2 separate regions of the Rattus norvegicus genome follow, and region 1 is linked to region 2. A link is a contact called in public Hi-C data. All regions are on one chromosome and are shown on one strand. The core of a region is the stretch at or near the end of the contact, and the rest is flanking DNA. Distances in the headings are between cores, read along the strand shown.

What was found. A called contact is a pair of places that touch in the nucleus more often than the background predicts.
Region 1: a Hi-C map of liver shows a contact between it and region 2, with 2.0 times the contacts expected there. The contact joins the enhancer-like site here to the promoter of Pex16 in region 2. A contact is called at or near these places in 2 of 12 Hi-C or Micro-C datasets (both in liver).

Annotation. Positions count from the first base shown.
Region 1 is chr3:98,834,853-98,840,183 of GRCr8, forward strand. It overlaps Cry2 (cryptochrome circadian regulator 2), which reads right to left. Exons shown (of 12, transcript NM_133405.2): 7 at 4,610-4,921; 8 at 4,249-4,400; 9 at 3,924-4,126; 10 at 3,577-3,669; 11 at 2,613-2,760. The coding sequence ends at 2,615. Among named protein-coding and RNA genes, the nearest start is that of Mapk8ip1, 18 kb to the left of the region's middle. Within about 2 kb of position 2,834, at least 60 of the 93 cell types and tissues checked have an H3K27ac peak or open chromatin away from gene starts, as enhancers often do. A contact at or near this core is called in liver, where this site is marked.
Region 2 is chr3:98,801,099-98,805,748 of GRCr8, forward strand. It overlaps Pex16 (peroxisomal biogenesis factor 16), which reads left to right and starts at 1,647. Exons shown (of 11, transcript NM_001012088.2): 1 at 1,647-1,854; 2 at 2,050-2,085; 3 at 2,817-2,893; 4 at 3,230-3,363; 5 at 3,494-3,594; 6 at 4,380-4,460; 7 at 4,583-4,650. The coding sequence starts at 1,743.

The DNA of each region.
Region 1 (5,331 bases), core at 1,584-4,083, 35 kb after region 2:
TATGGAAAGCACTGAGCCACCTTTCTTATGGCTCCAAGTCAGGAGCCGAGACTCAGCTAAGATACCCCTGGATATTCTGCAGCCAGGACCACAGGCCCAGGACGCAGCTCTTTGGGAGGGCTGGGCTGCTCCATCTCCACACCAGATAGGTTGTCAGCAATACACCTGTCATGTACAAGTTGAGCGAGTGTCAGGGGAACAATGGGGATTCTGGAAGTCATGGTGTAGGCAAGGATACCTCTGCACTAACAGATCATGGACCAGTGAGGGAAGGGGCTCCTTAGCCATGGCCCTCTGTGCGTGGAGGGCTTCTCTTGAAAGATTGCAGTGCAGTGCTAGCTAGGCAGGGAGGTGAAGCACAAGTGCTGCCCGGTGGTCAGATCACTGGACCAATGAGAGGAGCCAGGGCATAACCGGATGTTGATGGAATCCTGTGTCAGCAGCCTTGGGGGTTACAGCAGCAGCTGACAGGATTGCTATTTGGAAGCTCAGTGTTTTCTCTTTTCAGTTTAGTGAACATTGTGGAAACTAAATGTAGAACATTCGGTTGGCATGGGTTTAAGGTGAGCATGGAAGCTAGAGATGTTTTTCTGGAGTACTGATTTAAAGTGTAATGACTGCTCATTAACAGCAGGATCTCAGTGCTGCAGAGCAGAGCTAAGAGACTGAACTCGGGGAAGGATCACTCAGACCCTTGGCCTCAAGTCCAAGTCACATGACTAGAGATAGGCAGAAGGGGACACATCTTCCCATCCACACAACTGACTGGGCCCACAGCCTCCTTCCTCTCTGTGACCCACCAGTCATGTGATCAAAGTCACTTGGAAGCACATGCAAGGCCTCTCTGAGTCTCCCTCTGCCTGTGTGCTTCTCTCAGTTAGACTTTTCAGATAAAACTTCTGACTTTCTCCTTGACATCCTAGTCTGTGTGCCCCAACAGTAGGGCAGGTGACAAGAGCTACAAAGCATTTCACAGACATGAGGGTTAATATTAGTTGTCATCTTGATTGGATTTGGGAGCAAGGGACTTGTCTCCAAGTGGGTCTGTGTGGACATGCTCTAGAAGGTCTAACTGAAGGGTAGGAGTCTCCCCAGGGCGGTGCCTTACAGCAGTAGCCCAGATATGGAGATCCGAGGGAAAAGCAGGGCTGCTTCTGTCTGACTGAGCTCCTTGCTGCTAAGGGCATCTACTCTGCTGCTGCTGCTGCCATTCTTCACTGACATCAGAACCCAGCTTCTTTGACCAGTACATATGCATATGGAAGACCAGCAGCTCTGCAGGAATTCCTGTCCTTCAGCACCAGCCTGGCAGGAAGTTAACCAAGCAAATTCATTAGCTATCACACTCTGTGCTTAGCACCACAGAGAACATGGCATCTATGGTGGTGGCTCTTCCAGGGACAAGGCAGCACAACCTTGTCCTCCTGCTGGCAATGTCTAGAGGACAAAGCACTAAGTGCCTGCCACCTGGATAAGCACATAAACCAAGACACTGCAGAAGCCCCGCTGAGGGAGGCCCTGAGTGATCAGGACCAGAGAAGACCCAAGCAGTTCCATGGTGGAAAGCACCTCCAATCTACTGATGCAGGTGTCGGGAACAGCCTGACTGGGAGGATGGCGACCTACACTTCTCCAGTGCTGGCCTAGAAACCTTCCTGCCTCGGGAAGGAGGAACAGGGCGGAGGCTGACACTGACACGCCCTCCCTCTCTGTTTGCCTCTTTCCTCTGTGAATGACTGCGGATGCAGAAAGATGAGCTCCAGTGAGAAGAGAAGAGACCCTGCAAGCAGAGGCAGAGACAACTGGGCCCTCTGATCCCCCAAGGCTGGGCTGAGCCCTTTCCTGCCATCTGAACCTCAGTGTCGCCCTCCTGTGGCCTGCCTACAGAACACAGCCTCCCACCACTGCTTCATAGCCTCACATCAGGACCTCATGTTTTGCTCATGTTAAGAGCCAGAAAGGTCAAGGAAACAAAAAGAACAAAACTACCCCCTCTCCCACTTCACCCTTGCCATAAATCAAAGGGTTTCAACTTCTAAATTTATTTCTTCCAAAATAAACCCTTCGTCCTTAAAAACATTTTTTTTCTCCTTTTAAGTTTTAGAGGGTAAACTAGACATGGTGGCTCACATCTGAAATTCCAGCACTCAGGAGTATGAGGCAGGAGGATTGCTACAGGTCCAAAATTATCCTCAACTACCCAGTGAAGCTCTGTCTCAAACAAATAAACGAACCACCCCCTCCCCTCCAATAAAGGTTTAGAGGAGTGGTTCTCAACCTGTGGGCTGTGACCCCTTTGGGCACTGCATATTAGATACCTTGACTCTCAGATGCTTACATGATGAGTCACAACAGGGGCAAACTTACATGTCTGAAGTAGCAATGAGATTAACTCTATGGTTCGGGTCACCACGATGTGAGGAACTGCATTTGAGGGCTGCAGCATTACGAGGTTGAGAACTACTGGTTTAGAAGGTATGAAAGCCAGAATGGTGGGATTTTGAGCTAAAATAGGACCCCCATAAGATTTTGATCTGTTTTGCTGTTTGAACCTCCATCTGGCAAGCGACAGCTTTTTAAACCACAGCCTGCCCCCCTCTGCGCGGACTCACTCTCAGGAGTCCTTGCTTGGTGGCTCCTGGGCAGGCATCTGAGTCACTGTCACTCTAGCCCGCTTGCTCAGTTCTTCACCTGGAGGTTCCTCAGCTGCTTCCAGCTTGCGTTTGGGGGAGGCTGGGCCACTGGACAGTGGTCTGGGGCCTGTGGAGAGTGACCCACACAGAAACAAGTCATGGTTACATACCGCAATGGTCTCGTGCTGTGCAGTGACTGCTCTTGGGGAAGGGAGCCCTGCCCTGACCTCCTTTTCAGCGGTGACCTCACTTGGCTGCAGGAGGAGGCCTGGCCCAGCCTGCTGGCAGTGGGCCAACTTCTGCTGCGCAGATCCCTGGCTCCGGGCCAGAGACTGATGTGGCACAGAGCAGTCCTTGCTCGGAGGGTAAGGCTTTCCTTTGCAGTCCTGGGAAAATCCCAGGGTTTTGGCAACTTTTATGTTGTGGAGCATCCCAAACTGACCAGCACCCTTGCTCTTTCCTGCCGCTTCTCCTGCCCACACCCTGAGCCACCTTCCTCCTCATCTCCCCATTGTTTACTGTTTCTGTGGCAGGCAGTGGGGTTTTGCCTTGCCCTGCTGACTACCTTCAGTGCAGGAAGGCAGGGCAGCCTGTGCCAAAGCTGCCCTGCTCCCCTCATCCCTGATTCTGATCCTTCTGCTCCTAGAGTGGGCTCTGTTCAAGCCTGCTTTTGGGGCCTTCTTGCTACTTCCTTTCGTGGTTCTTATCAAGATGATGCTAAACAGTGCTTAAAGAGGTGCCCTCAGGCTGATCCTAAAGGAGCCCTGTCCCCAGTCCCACATCAAGCACTCAGCGCTACTTCCCTCTAAAATCCTTAGGTGAATGTCCTTACTTGATTGTCTGACTGTGCCTAGGTGGGATATCAACCTCCCCAGCCAAGTGTTCTCTTGGCCTCAGCCCTGAATGACTAATGTGGTGGTGGCACAGGCCACAGACTGGTCACCTGTGTTGCTGATGCTCCCAGCCTGGCTAGAACCAGGCTCTGCCACAGGGTGACTGAGGTCTTCTACACAGGAAGGGACAGATGCCAACAGACCTGGGGGATTAAGTAAAGGGTAGTCAGAACACACACAAGATTAAGAGGGCTGCAAGTCATGGGAGACAAATGAGCCAGGAGCGCAGGACCAGGACACAGTCTCCATCTTTTCCAACATCCCACAGCTGCTTCAGCAGCCCACCCTGGCCCAGCCTGCAGTGTCTACCACGGCCTGGGGGCAGCAAACACCTGCACAAGCTTTCAGGTCAAGCCCTCCCTGGTGAGTGACATGCCAGTGGGGGAGGGGTCCTTACAGAGCCCCCGGTATCGTGACAGCTGTTGGTAGATCTGCTTCATCCGCTCAATGTTGAGCCGACTAGTCTCTGCGTGGTTGACGATGGGCCGTGGGTAGTCCACGCCAATGATGCACTTAGCGGCCTTCTGAACCGACTCGGGAGCATTCCAGGGCTCATAGATATATCGAGAGGGGAAGCCTTTCAGTTTGGGCAGGTATCGCCTGAAACACACATCAGGTAATGTGTCAGCACACTGTGACTCTTCTTTAAAGGGTCTAGGGTACCCCAGTCCAGGAGGAGGCCACAGTGGTCCAGAGTCAAAGAGTCTGGTGTGCATCCTTACCGGATGTAGTCCCCACTGGGGTCCGTGCGTCGGCCAAAGCCCACAGGGCAGTAGCAGTGGAAGAACTGTTGGAAGAAAGCACTGCAGGACAGCCACATCCAGCTGCCTGCATTCACGCTGAAATCTGCATCCAGGAGCAACTCATCAAATACCTAGATGGGGGAAAACCAGCCTCCTTGGAAACCCGACGCCTCTGGTTCTTTCCAAATCTGTAATACCCTCAGGGCGCCAAAGCCTTCTGTTGAGGGCCCAGAGGATGCAGAGGGATCTCCTGGACCCAGGAATCCCACCCCAGCCCCAGCCTACAAGGAGCTGCCCTTGGCTAGGCCTGGTCACAGGGTTCAGGCCAGTTTGCACTCACCCGGACCCCGCTCTCCCAGCTGACCCAGAGGTCCCCTCGGGTGAGGAAGCAGGCCACAGCGTGCCGGGCCAGGTGGTGGATCCAGCCCTCCTGCCTCAGTTGGGTCATGATGGCGTCAATCCAAGGGAAGCCTGTCTTGCCCTCGGCCCACTTGGCCAGGGCTTCGGGGTTGCGGTCCCAGGGGATCTGGATGCAGATGGGGTTCCCCTCCATTCGGTCAAACCTGGGGTTGTTGGTGGCCGCTGTATAGAAGAATTCTCGCCATAGGAGTTGTCCAAATAAGGAGAGGGGGGGTGTGCTGTTCCTCTTCACCTAAGAGGAGGGCACAGTACACAGAGATGAGAGCCTGCCTGGCTCTTAGCACTGTGTCTCCTGCACAGAACAACCTGGAGTGTCTCCCAAGAGCCGTGGCTCCAAATCCCTGAGGTGCATAGAGGGTCGATACTTCAAAGATTCACAGTGTGCAACATGCAGCCCTGCCCTGGGCAACAGGAATGGCTTAAGCGGTGGGTTGGGGGAATAAGTGGTGCCATGGAACTGTCACGGGAACCAAATTCTTCAAGACTACTCTGAATCCTGTGGCTCTACCTTCTAGAAACCTGATGGGATGTTACACATCGTCAGCAACTAAAAACATGAAATCTGAACAGCTAAACAACTCACTGAACCTAGAGAGGGCGAGTGGTGTCTACTTAGCACCTTCCCCTACTAATGAGAGCTCA
Region 2 (4,650 bases), core at 397-2,896:
AAGACCACAGCAGCATTTCAGTCATGACACAGCAGGCACTTTAAAAATTAACTTAGATTTGATTTTTAAAAACAAAGTCTTACTCTAGCCCAGGCTAACCTGGAACTCACTACATGGGAGAGGCTGCCTTTGAACTTGCAACCATCCTCTTGACTGACTCCAGAGTGCTGGAATTACTTACAGGGATGTGGCGCTAAGTCCAGCTTTTTATTTTAAATTTTATTTCATTGTGTGAATATGAGTTTGGCCTGCATGTCTTTATGTATAATCACATTTGTGCCTGCAGAGATCATAAGAAGGCACTGAATGCCCTAAAACTGGAATTATGGAGGGTTGCAGGCCACCAATATGGGTCCTCTGCAAAAACGAGTGCTCTTTTATTCCAAGTCATCTCTCTAGCATCATGCCCAGCTTTTAAAGATTACTGAATGAGCATTTCTTAACCCCTGGCCCATCTCTCCAGCTCCCTTATGAGAATTTTTATTAGTGTATGCTAATTGTACAAAACAATGTGCTTCGCCTCTTGTGCTGGCACATGCCTTATAATCCCGGCACTTGGGAGGCAGACTTAGGGCAGATCTCTATGTATTGTACCAGCCAGGGATACACCGTGAGATCCTGTCTTAAAACAAGCAAACCAAAATAATGGGTTTCATATGACATTCTCGTACATGCATGTAATATACTGGAGGGGCGTAATTGGACATATTCTGCCCTTGTCTGAAGATAATATCTACAGGGTATTAAATAAATGTATTACAATTCTTTGTATACCATATATTCGCGGGGGGAGTCCGCAATGGCGCAGACTTGCCAAGCCCCCTCTTCCCACAGCCAATCAACTGCCTCCCAGGAGCGATTCCCTCCCTCCTCTTCTGCAGCACCTGGACTCTAGGCAGCCTTGTAGCTCTGTTCAGGAATGGATCCTTAGGAGTTACCACCAACCCTTGGGGCACAGCTGAGAGCCTGGAAGTGCATCCAAGGGCCAGAAAATGCTGGGATTCGTTCCGAGTTCAAGGTCCAAGTCGGGCCCAAATAATTTGTAGATGAAACCCGAGGTGCAGATCAGGAAAGCTAATGCGCAGGGTCACCCCTAAATGGAGAGCAAAGGGATAGGCAGGGTATTCTCCGCGTAGGTTGTCATCGGGTACGGGTTTTGGGGGTCCACATGTTCTGAAGAAGCTGGAGCCGAAACCATTGTCCTAAATCTGCTGGCTAGGTTTGCCTGTTTCCCGGGCACCGGTTTTTGGAGACTGACGGCTGCTGAGACCCATTTACAACAGTTTCGAGGTTCCCTGTGCCTTAAACCCCAAGCTCTTTGCTTCCCGAACCTCCCGTTCGAGCTCTCGGCGATCTGCTGACAAAGTCTGAGGCTTCGTACGCCCTTCTCTAGTATGAACTGTTTAGGCTGCCGTCAAGCTGTAACTGCGCAGGCGCCAAGACAGCCAACCAAGAAGGCTGAAGATTGGGTGCCGGAGGCTCTAGGGAGCTTCAGGGCGGAGAGTGAAGGAGCCAATGGCTGGAAGGAGGGAGGGTGGGAGCTCACAGTCGCGGGGAGGAGGCGCTAGAGATGGGGTGAAGGGGCGTTCAAGGGTTCCGCGCGTCTAAGTAGTCCTGGGCTGCGGAAGTTGAGCAACTTGGAGGCGGGCCTAGGGCCGGAAGCAGGAAGGAGGGCTCAGGACGCAGGGCGCCGCTGCCAGCAGTGCTGTCGGCCGGTGGGACTTGTCGGTGGCCAGAGCAGGATGGAGAAGCTGCGGCTTCTGGGCCTACGCTACCAGGAGTACGTGACTCGTCATCCAGCCGCCACGGCCCAGCTGGAGACGGCTGTGCGGGGCCTCAGTTACCTGCTGGCAGGTACCACACTGACCTTTGACCCATTTCTTCGGGTCCCTGACCATGAACCCTATGGCCCTTTTCCTGCTGACCCATGGTAGTGGTCACAGTGCTTGACTTCTGTCCAGGTTCCTGTGGCGTATAGGACACTAGGAAACCCAAAGCTGCAGGGTAAAAGAAACGCCTCACCAACGCCTTCTATACCTTCTTCCCTAGGTCGCTTCTCCGATTCCCACGAGCTGTCTGAGTTGGGTGAGTTGAACTCTGGGCTGGGGAGAGAGAAGGCTTCCAGAGGAACCCTGGCTGTAGGTCCTGAGCTTCCCTCTAGATCAGCTGTCCACTGTCCAGTACACTTGGTGTTTCCAGAGTTAGGAGACATGTGAGGACTTTGACTGGCTATTCGCAACTAGTTTTGCTCAGGATTAAGCAACTTTCCTGACCTTGCTAGTCATCAGTCCTCTAAGTATAAGAGAGGTTCTGTTGTTCTGTTAAGGGAATGAAAGTTCAGTGAGGCTGGAGAAAAGTCCTTGCTGTCAGGGCCAATATTCAAATGTCACAACCTCCATGCCATTTAAGTCCTCAGCAGTGTTTGTTTAGTGGGATAGTGAAGCTTGTGAAAGGATGAGGCAGGTTTTGAAAGGGAGGTGTGATGTAGCCCTTCAGGGGGACCATCTGCAGAGAGCAAAGGTGGGGGTGGTGGGGCCACGCACTTGGCTGTTTGGAACATGACAGGCAGTTCTGAGCAGCTCAGTAACCGGTGCTGTCCAGCAGAGCAAGGGCTGGCTTGTCACTCTAATCAGCTCATTTCTTATTGGCTCAGATGTCATCTTGGAGAGAATGGGGCTCTGAGGAGGTGGGAGGAGAGGCTTGTTGGTTTCCACACAGTCTGTGGGTAGCTGTGATTGGTAGAGTTCTGGGGTAAAGGTGAGAGGGGTGAAGGCCACAACAGAGCCAGCCTCTTAAGACCACGTTCTGCTTCTCAGTGTACTCTGCCTCTAACCTGCTTGTGCTGCTCAATGACGGGATCCTTCGGAAGGAGCTTCGAAAAAAGTTGCCTGTGGTGAGAATTTTACCAGGAGCTGAGGGTGGGGAGCTCAGGGACTTGGGAAGAAAACAGTAATGACCAGCATGTGTGGCCATGTTGTAGTCTCAGCGTGTGAGGCACGTCCACGTGAGCCTCAGACCAATTGTCTCACGCATGAAGTTTTAGAGAGCTAGAAAGGCCTGTCCCAGGCCAGCCAGCCTGGTAGCAGTGGAATTGAACTCAGGTGTTAGAACTCAGTGGAATTGAATTCAGGTTTAGAAAGGGGGACGTCCCCACCTGCTGGAGCAGCCCTCTTTCTCTAGGACAGCACTTGGGGCCAGAGAAGCTCCCTGACCTCTGGGCTTCTTGCAGTCGCTGTCCCAGCAGAAGTTGCTGACATGGCTGAGTGTACTGGAATGTGTGGAGGTGTTCATGGAGATGGGGGCTGCCAAGGTGTGGGGCGAAGTAGGCCGTTGGCTCGTCATTGCTCTCATCCAGCTGGCCAAGTAGGTTGGGTTGTGGAGGGCAGGATTCTGGTGGGGTGACCCAGTCCAGCAATGAGGGTGCTCAGCAGAGCAGCCTTGCTGCCGGCCTTCTAGCCACTTTCCCCTAACTGCGCCATAATCCCCCAATTAGGGCAGTCCTGCGCATGTTCTTGCTGATCTGGTTCAAGACTGGCATTCAGACATCACCCCCCATTGTGCCACTGGACAGGGAGACCCAGGCACAGCCCTTGGGTAAGCTGCTTCTCTACCCGGAGTGGAGTGGGAGGTGGGGCTTCTCTGTAGTTCTGGAGCACACTTCCTGTCAGCTCAGCACTCATTTATTCCATAAGGAAGACAAAGACAAGATTTGAGGAAAATTAGAACTTAAACTTGGGGGGTTATGTTTGAGATCCTGGCGCTCAAACCCAGTGTCTTGTACATGTGAGGCAAGTGCTCTACCACTGAGCTACACTCCCGTCCCTGCACTTGGGACTTGTTCAAGATCCTCCTTCTCTGTTGTGGGCTGCAGGAACTAGGGATAGAGCATCAGCACAAGGTAGGCGTCCTGCCAAAATGTTTGGTCCTGGTTCTGTGTCCTGAACCGTAGCCTCAAGAGGCAGGGCCAGGGCGCCTGGCTGCTTTGGGCCCCTCCGTCAGCCTCAGTCTTTCCCCTTACCTTGAACAGGGACAGTGATGTGCCTCCCACATTGAAAGAATATGGCTTCATGGTCCCATAGCCCTGATAGATGTTGATGGGATAGGCCCTCCTCTCCTTCCTCCAGTATCTTGGAAGCCTAGGCTCTTGGTTGACTTACTGTGAGAGATGGTGGCCTCTTCTGGGCCAGGGTCAGTTCCCGAGGGCTTCCATCATGTCTTGCCGATCAGTCTCTGGGTGTGATTTCCTTGTTCAGCCACTGCCTGAGGACAGGCTCTTGTGTTCTCTGAGTAGCTCCTTGAGCATTCACTGCATACAGGTTCTCTACAGGCTCTGTTAGGAATGTATCCCTCTTATGTTATGTCCTGTCTACACCTGCTAGATGGCGACCACAATCTGGGCAGCCCGGAACCGTCATATGTGGGAAAACGGTCAAACAGAGTGGTGCGAACCCTCCAGAACAGTAAGTGGAAGATGTAGCTGGACTGGGCACCTAGGTGCTGAGGTCAGTGTGAGCCTGAGGGACTGGCTTCTGTCATCACCCACTTTGGCTCCTGGCTCACTTGCCTTGTCTTTATGTTCTAGGCCCATCCCTGCACTCGAGGCACTGGGGAGCCCCCCAGCAGCGGGAAATTCGGCAGAAACAACAGCAG